Regions from separate parts of the Lactuca sativa genome. Here region 1 is linked to region 2. A link is a contact called in public Hi-C data. All regions are on one chromosome and are shown on one strand. Each heading gives the region's core, a stretch centred on a gene start, on an enhancer-like site or on the middle of the called end of the contact. The rest is flanking DNA. Distances are from core to core; before and after follow the strand shown.

Region 1 (3,311 bases), core at 38-2,537, 150 kb after region 2:
GATCCTACAAAAAAAAATACCATAATTTTCTAAAGTTTACTTGAAAAGCCCTTTTATGTTTTTGAAAAAATTCAATAGTATCCTGACAAAAAAATGCTGTAATAGCCACTGCATACTAAATTTTTAACAAAATGCAATAACCCTAAACATAATTTATAATTTATGTTGTGGAGCAAAAGTTTATTACGCTATAATAATCTAACTCCCATTAAAAATAAACATAATCTTTATTCAACGAAGAGACCTAGGGACTGCAATAACCAGGCATCCAGGTACTGCAGTTTCATTAATTGATATCAAACGTTTGTGCGTGTATGAAATTGGCAGCAACATAAATATGCATAATGCATTCTTCGTTAAGTATTTGTGAATTGCATGCATACGTTACATGCTCTCTTGGTTAGTGTGACATGTCAGAAACAGATTAATTAATCAAGGAGACTGACAGCTCCATAAGTCACATAATTCGGTCATATCTACATAAGTACCAATTGTTGATTGGGCCATATGATTGGGTTTACCCATTTTTGTCACTTACAACACTAAAACTTCGTTCCAAATGTGTAGGCCCACATTTTTTTTTTCTTTTACCAAATATTGTTCTCACATATGACGAACACAAAGAAAATAAGAAAGCAGACGTTACTAATTTATTGTTGATAGGGTACAATCATATGATCATAATATCTTTATTAGTTTATTGTGTTTGTTTATCGCTGATAAAATAATAAAAAAAATATTGATTTAATTAAGTAGATTTTTTTCTTCTTCTTTTTACTTGTTTGAAAGTGTTCATTAATAATGCAGACAATCTTACAAATATATCCTTATTTAAACACTAAAAAAAACGTCCTCTAGATTTTGCAACCCCATACTGGTTCTCATCATTGTTGTTCCTTCTCTCTAATAGTTTCAAATACATGAAAATTGGAATCCATAATTGAACATGTTAGCCTTCAAAATGAATCGTCTCTCACTATACCTGGAATAACAAAGATTGTTATATGTGTTTGACAAAAATAAATGATAGCTAAAAGATGAAAACTTACGTTTTAGGAATATATATTGTTAAAAGTTGTCACTTGGACTACTATAAAAAAAAAAAAAAACAAAAAAAAAAAACCATGAGCATAATATAATGTCTTTACAGATACAGACAATCAAATCTAAATGATTAGCTGTCTGTATTCGTGTTGGTGTGTGTACATGGATAGAGTCGGCCTGAACATGGAATGGAAGATTCCATCCAAATAAAAACTAGAACATAATCATTGATACACCAGTGAAAACCTGTAATTAATTAATAAAATAATCAGCATAATGACATTTGATCCTCCATTTCACATTGCTGAGATGTAAGCAGTTCTTTATTAGGTTAACAGTACACCAAACAGCTCCCTCCCTTTCTTTCAATACACTTTTATCTATTTCTATCTCTATCTCTATCTATCTTCACCCTCCATTCCCCACCAGATCTCAACATCTCCGACCACCAATGGCTCCGCATCATGAGAAGGTACTCATTCCAATTCGTCTTCTAATCATTTCCGCTCAATGTATATGTATGTAATGTATGATGTATCATGTATCTACCCCACCAATTTACCAATTAGGGTTTATGCATTTGCTCTCGGATCACAAGTTCTTGACTTTATTGATTGATATGAAAAGGTAACGAAAATGGTGCTGGATGTTGACCTCAAGTGCTCCGACTGCTACAAGAAAGTTAAGAAAATTCTCTGTAAAATCCCTGGTCAGTCTACTTGTTCCTTTTTCAAATTTCAATCCACAATCGCATTTGCTTAAACTGAATTCGTATTGTGTTTATGGAAACTAATTAACAGAAATAAGGGATCAGGAATATGATGTGGAAAAAAACAAGGTGAAGATCACTGTCGTCTGTTGTAGCCCTGAAAAGATCAGGGATAAACTCTGTTACAAAGGTGGAAGCTCGATTCAGAAGATAGAAGTAGTTGTTGAAAAGCCCAAAGACTCCAAACCTTCAGATAAAGATAAACCCAAAGATGCCGCCGGGAAGCCCAAAGCAGCAAAAGGAGACGCGCCGCCGCCGCAACCCAAAAAATCTGAACCTAAACCGGAGGTGGCAAAAATGGTGGTGGAGCCGGTTCATGGGTATCCACAAATGTATCCACCAAATTACGCGGTGGTTGGATATGGATACGAGGGTTATGGTGGAAGCTATCCGCCTCCGGCACCATCACAACCATCTGGATACGGGTATGGGCATGGGTACGGATATGGACATGGGCATGGACATGGATATGGATATGATCATGGGTATAATGGGATTGCAAGTCGTCATGATTATTTTAGTGAAGAAAATCCACAAGGATGCTCCGTAATGTAAAATGGTTATTGATTATTGATTTCATTTCTTATCTTGAAACATAACACGAAAATCATCGATATTAGGTGGGTAATTACTAATTAGTGTTGAAAATAGATGTATTATTATTGTTATTATTTCTTTGGTATTGTAACAAAACTAATTGAATATGTATTTTTTGGTTGGAAATTTGTTTAATGTCAAATGGATTTTTTTTTATTTGTATATATATATATATATATATATATATATATATATATATATATATATATATATATATATATATATATATATATATATATATATATATATATATATATATATATATATATATATATATATATATATATATATATTTCTTGTAGATTGTAGAGTAAGAAAAAACAAAGATTGGAATTGGCAATAGAACACATCACCATGTCCCTTCATCATTTGCTTTGCGTAACCGTCTTCTTTAGTTCTTTTTTTGTCGATAAGAAAATTTATTCGTGTGTTTAGGATTTAGGAGTACCCTATATATATATTGTTAATGATTGATTGATGAAAACTAATTTTAATGGTAATAAAATCTAAAAAAAATCTTATAATTAAATAATAATAATAATAATAATAATAATAATAATAATAATAATAATAAAGTGTACATGAATTAATGTATTTGTCATATATGCGGGTACAAAATTATATAAATGGTCCATATAATTTACCACATGTCAAAACTATAGTCCCTGTGTTTATTTTTATATGAATGGTCATCGTGGTTATATTTTCTGGCATGGTTGGTCATTACTCATATATAATTTTTGTTATACCATTTCTATTTTATTATATATTTTTTCTTAATTAAATTTAGCCTAAAAAAAGAGAAAATAAACGCACACAACACATTCCTCTCTTCTTCCTTTCTTTACATGCTCTCTAAATTTAGCCTAAAAAAAGAAAATAAAATACCCCTCACACACAC
Region 2 (3,440 bases), core at 804-3,303:
GTGGTTGCTTGAATGACTCCAATGGGGAGAGTAACAATCCAAGCCAAGAAGAAAGCGAAGAGAAAGCCCCACCATGGGAGCTGAACATCTTCTGCCCAGACAAAACACATTATTAGCGATAAAGCAATGCTCCCGATCAACAACACCAGGTACCACCATTGAGGAACTTGTTTGTAAGTCTTCATTAGTTTCGAGTGGATATCAAGCTTCACATTATGTGCTGCAGATCTACTCTGCTTCCATATATCCCTACAAGTTATCGATCATTGTATCAGGATTCAGAGACCAGGGCCTGTTATGTTTTAATTAAACGAAGAACAGTTGCTTACCCGCCATGAAAAAGCGCGACATGGGTGAGGGTGGCTGTGAATCTCGCGAATCCAGATCCAATTGAAAGTGCAAAGAGGGGACTCAAGTAGAGCTTACTGTAACTCTGATATGCAGCAATGTTGAGGTCGAATTGTGGGGTTAAGATTCTTGTGGTGTCGTATTTATGTCCGGTGGATGTGAAGAGCTGATTGGAGAAGATGGGAAATTTTTGTGCGTCAAATGTGTTGAATTTCCAGTAACAAAGTGGGACGATGATGTAAACGAACATGATGAAACCAGCTCCGACATTGATAATGGAAGTCCATGGAGTAACCAGTGGGCTTCCATGGTAAGCTGAAATTCCTGCCCAATCGAGGGTGAAAGCGCCGACGCCTAGCCCATGGTAACCGGAGCCGATCTGCTGTGCTGTTATACTGTTCGGAAAAACCCAACATACCCATGAGAAGAAAGTCAAGATCGGAAAAAGATAGCCGGGAAATGCGTAATATGCAAAGCTTGCAACCAGGAAGATCATGAAGAATCTCATTCTTGTCATTCCCTGTGCTTTCGTCTCCTTCTCGTGTAGCGCTCTGAAACAAAACAGGAGAATCAATTGAACTGATTTCGAATAGAAATGATTCTGTTTGATTTCACTTTTGAAAAGAGTTCGAAATTCTCCAATAAAACAGTCGTCAACTCGTCATGGAATATGGAACAACATTTTTATTTACTCAATCTCATGGAATACTTGATATTCTTGATGCCATCATTAAAGTGAAGAACATTAAAAAGTAGTCATACTTTATGAGGAAATCAAGTCCGATTCTTGAAATGTATATTTAGCAAACAAAGGTTGAAATTTGAAGTATCAGGTTTTAATCGATTGTTAAAAGTAATAATAATTAAATTGGATGAACAGTTTGAAAACATACCTGAAGAGAGACACCTGAGCAAGATTCGCCGGCCACCACATTTCCACCGGATCAACCAAGTACCTCCTCAACATTCCGGCCCATCCATATCCCACAATCTGAACAAAGACAGACGAATCGATTAAATTCTTATTTGAAATAAGAAGAATTAAAGAAAACCCATGAAGATTAATTAATGAGTTAATTAATTATACCTGAGTAGTCAAGACAATAATCAAACCACAGAGAAAATTCAAGCTCTGTCGATAATAAGCTTTCATAACAGTAATGGCTCCGATGGAGTACGCATCCCCTCCGCCCATTGAAACGCCGCAGTTGGCGAACACCGTGATAATCACATGCTCCTTCATGTTAAACGGACCCGGGTTCAGGCTAAAGCTACGACCCAACAACCGGTACTCCTTCGTCGGCAAGGTGGCGGCCATGAATTTTCCGATCGGCAAAACAGCAATTTGCATGAGGATGGCGGAGATGGTTAGCGGCTGAGTTCGGTATATGAAGAAAGTGTTTAGAAAAATCAAAACGGTGCATGAGGCAACTCCGAGTGTCCATGCCCGGAATGTCAGCACCGGTAGCGACGGGTCATCGGTTTCAGGCACCACCAGCGCCACCTCTTCCACCGTACACTCCGGTGGTAAAGGGTGACCATTTTGTTTGTGGTCGGCGTCGGCTTTTGAAGCCATTATATATGTAGAACGACGAAAGTAGAAAGCTCACTTAGTTTGAGAAATGGGGTCTGATAGTCTTCCTATAGTACATTAGTACATGGGTTTATATACAGGTGTTCGAACTAATAAGCAACTCATTAAAAGCCTCTCATTCTTTTTTATATATATAGGCACAAACATATATTTATGGGTTTACACAAAGCTTTATATTCTATATATACGTAATATTATTCATTCAATAGATTAATTTACTTTTTAGATAACATAAATTATACTCCTTTATATTACATTTTTTTACACTTTTTCAAATGTAGGTCAAATGCTTACAGTATTAATGAAATATTTTAGTCTAATTATCATATTAGATGGTATATGTATGTACCTTTATATTCAATTAAGGTAATGTGTAACTTTTTTTTCCCTTTTTAAAATGAATAGGTAATTATATTGTTATGTTTTTTTGTAAATAGAACATAACAAATAAATTACTTGAATTTGAGGAATATATAATATATTGTTATCTTGTATAGAAGATATATATCAAGTAAAATAAACATTGATCTAAGATATATTGCTTTTAGCATATAGTTATATATATATATGTAAATATATTAAATTTGTTTGTATGATAAACTTTGAATGGTAATTTATATAATATCTTGATTAACTATGGAAAAATCGTTTAAACCATAACTAATACGACATATAGCAATATATAGCAATGGTTTATGTATAATACGACATATAGCAATGGTTTATATATCTCTATCTCTATTCTAATAAATATATAGTTTTAATATTATTTTGCCAAATGTTACTCTAATATAACTTCTCATTAATATTATGTCATGTATCATGTAGATATATTAGACAACTCATTTCAAAATTCAAATTTAAATTTTCTAATTATATGTTAAATTTGAAGTTGTAATAATTTTAAATTTTTGATATATCTCTTAATTAATAATTTATTTAAAATAACTGATTAATAATTAAAAATTTTATTATAAAAGTTTAATTAGTTTTATAATCGTAGTTTTATATATATATATATATATATATATATATATATATATATATATATATATATATATATATATATATATATATATATATATATATATATATATATATATATATATATATATATATATATATATACCCAAAGACGTTAATTAATTGCGGCCATTGAAAATGATTAATCTTTTTTCTTTATTGAGTATTTACATTTACTCGTATTAAATATAATGGGATTTTACATTTATTGTATTTTATATTATTTTATTACATTGGTGGGGGTTGAGTTGTTGCTTTTAACTTTTGGAAGGGCTGTGAATATCACACGCCATAACAAGGCCTGCCACACTCTGTCACAAAACTGCACATGTGGCAAGTGTCTTTTTTCCCCCACGTAGGATCTCAAATGCCAGGTCAACTACGCGTACCCCGGGAGTCCGTGCAAAACCTCATTAAATCCACTGACTATTATTTCGAAATTTCAATCCCTATAATACCACCAATATAACTTAAC

The links. Hi-C and Micro-C count contacts between places; a contact is called where the count stands out from the background.
Region 1: a contact with region 2 is called in a Hi-C map of leaf, with 4 times the contacts expected there. The contact joins the promoter of LOC111921650 here to the promoter of LOC111920790 in region 2. A contact is called at or near these places in 2 of 4 Hi-C or Micro-C datasets (both in leaf).

What each region holds. Positions count from the first base shown.
Region 1 is chr7:16,781,782-16,785,092 of Lsat_Salinas_v11, forward strand. It overlaps LOC111921650 (protein PYRICULARIA ORYZAE RESISTANCE 21), which reads left to right and starts at 1,288. Exons shown (of 3, transcript XM_023872358.3): 1 at 1,288-1,516; 2 at 1,672-1,753; 3 at 1,845-2,552. The coding sequence starts at 1,496. The coding sequence ends at 2,368.
Region 2 is chr7:16,633,523-16,636,962 of Lsat_Salinas_v11, forward strand. It overlaps LOC111920790 (oligopeptide transporter 3), which reads right to left and starts at 2,054. Exons shown (of 5, transcript XM_023916658.3): 1 at 1,436-2,054; 2 at 1,242-1,339; 3 at 330-899; 4 at 1-249. The coding sequence starts at 1,924.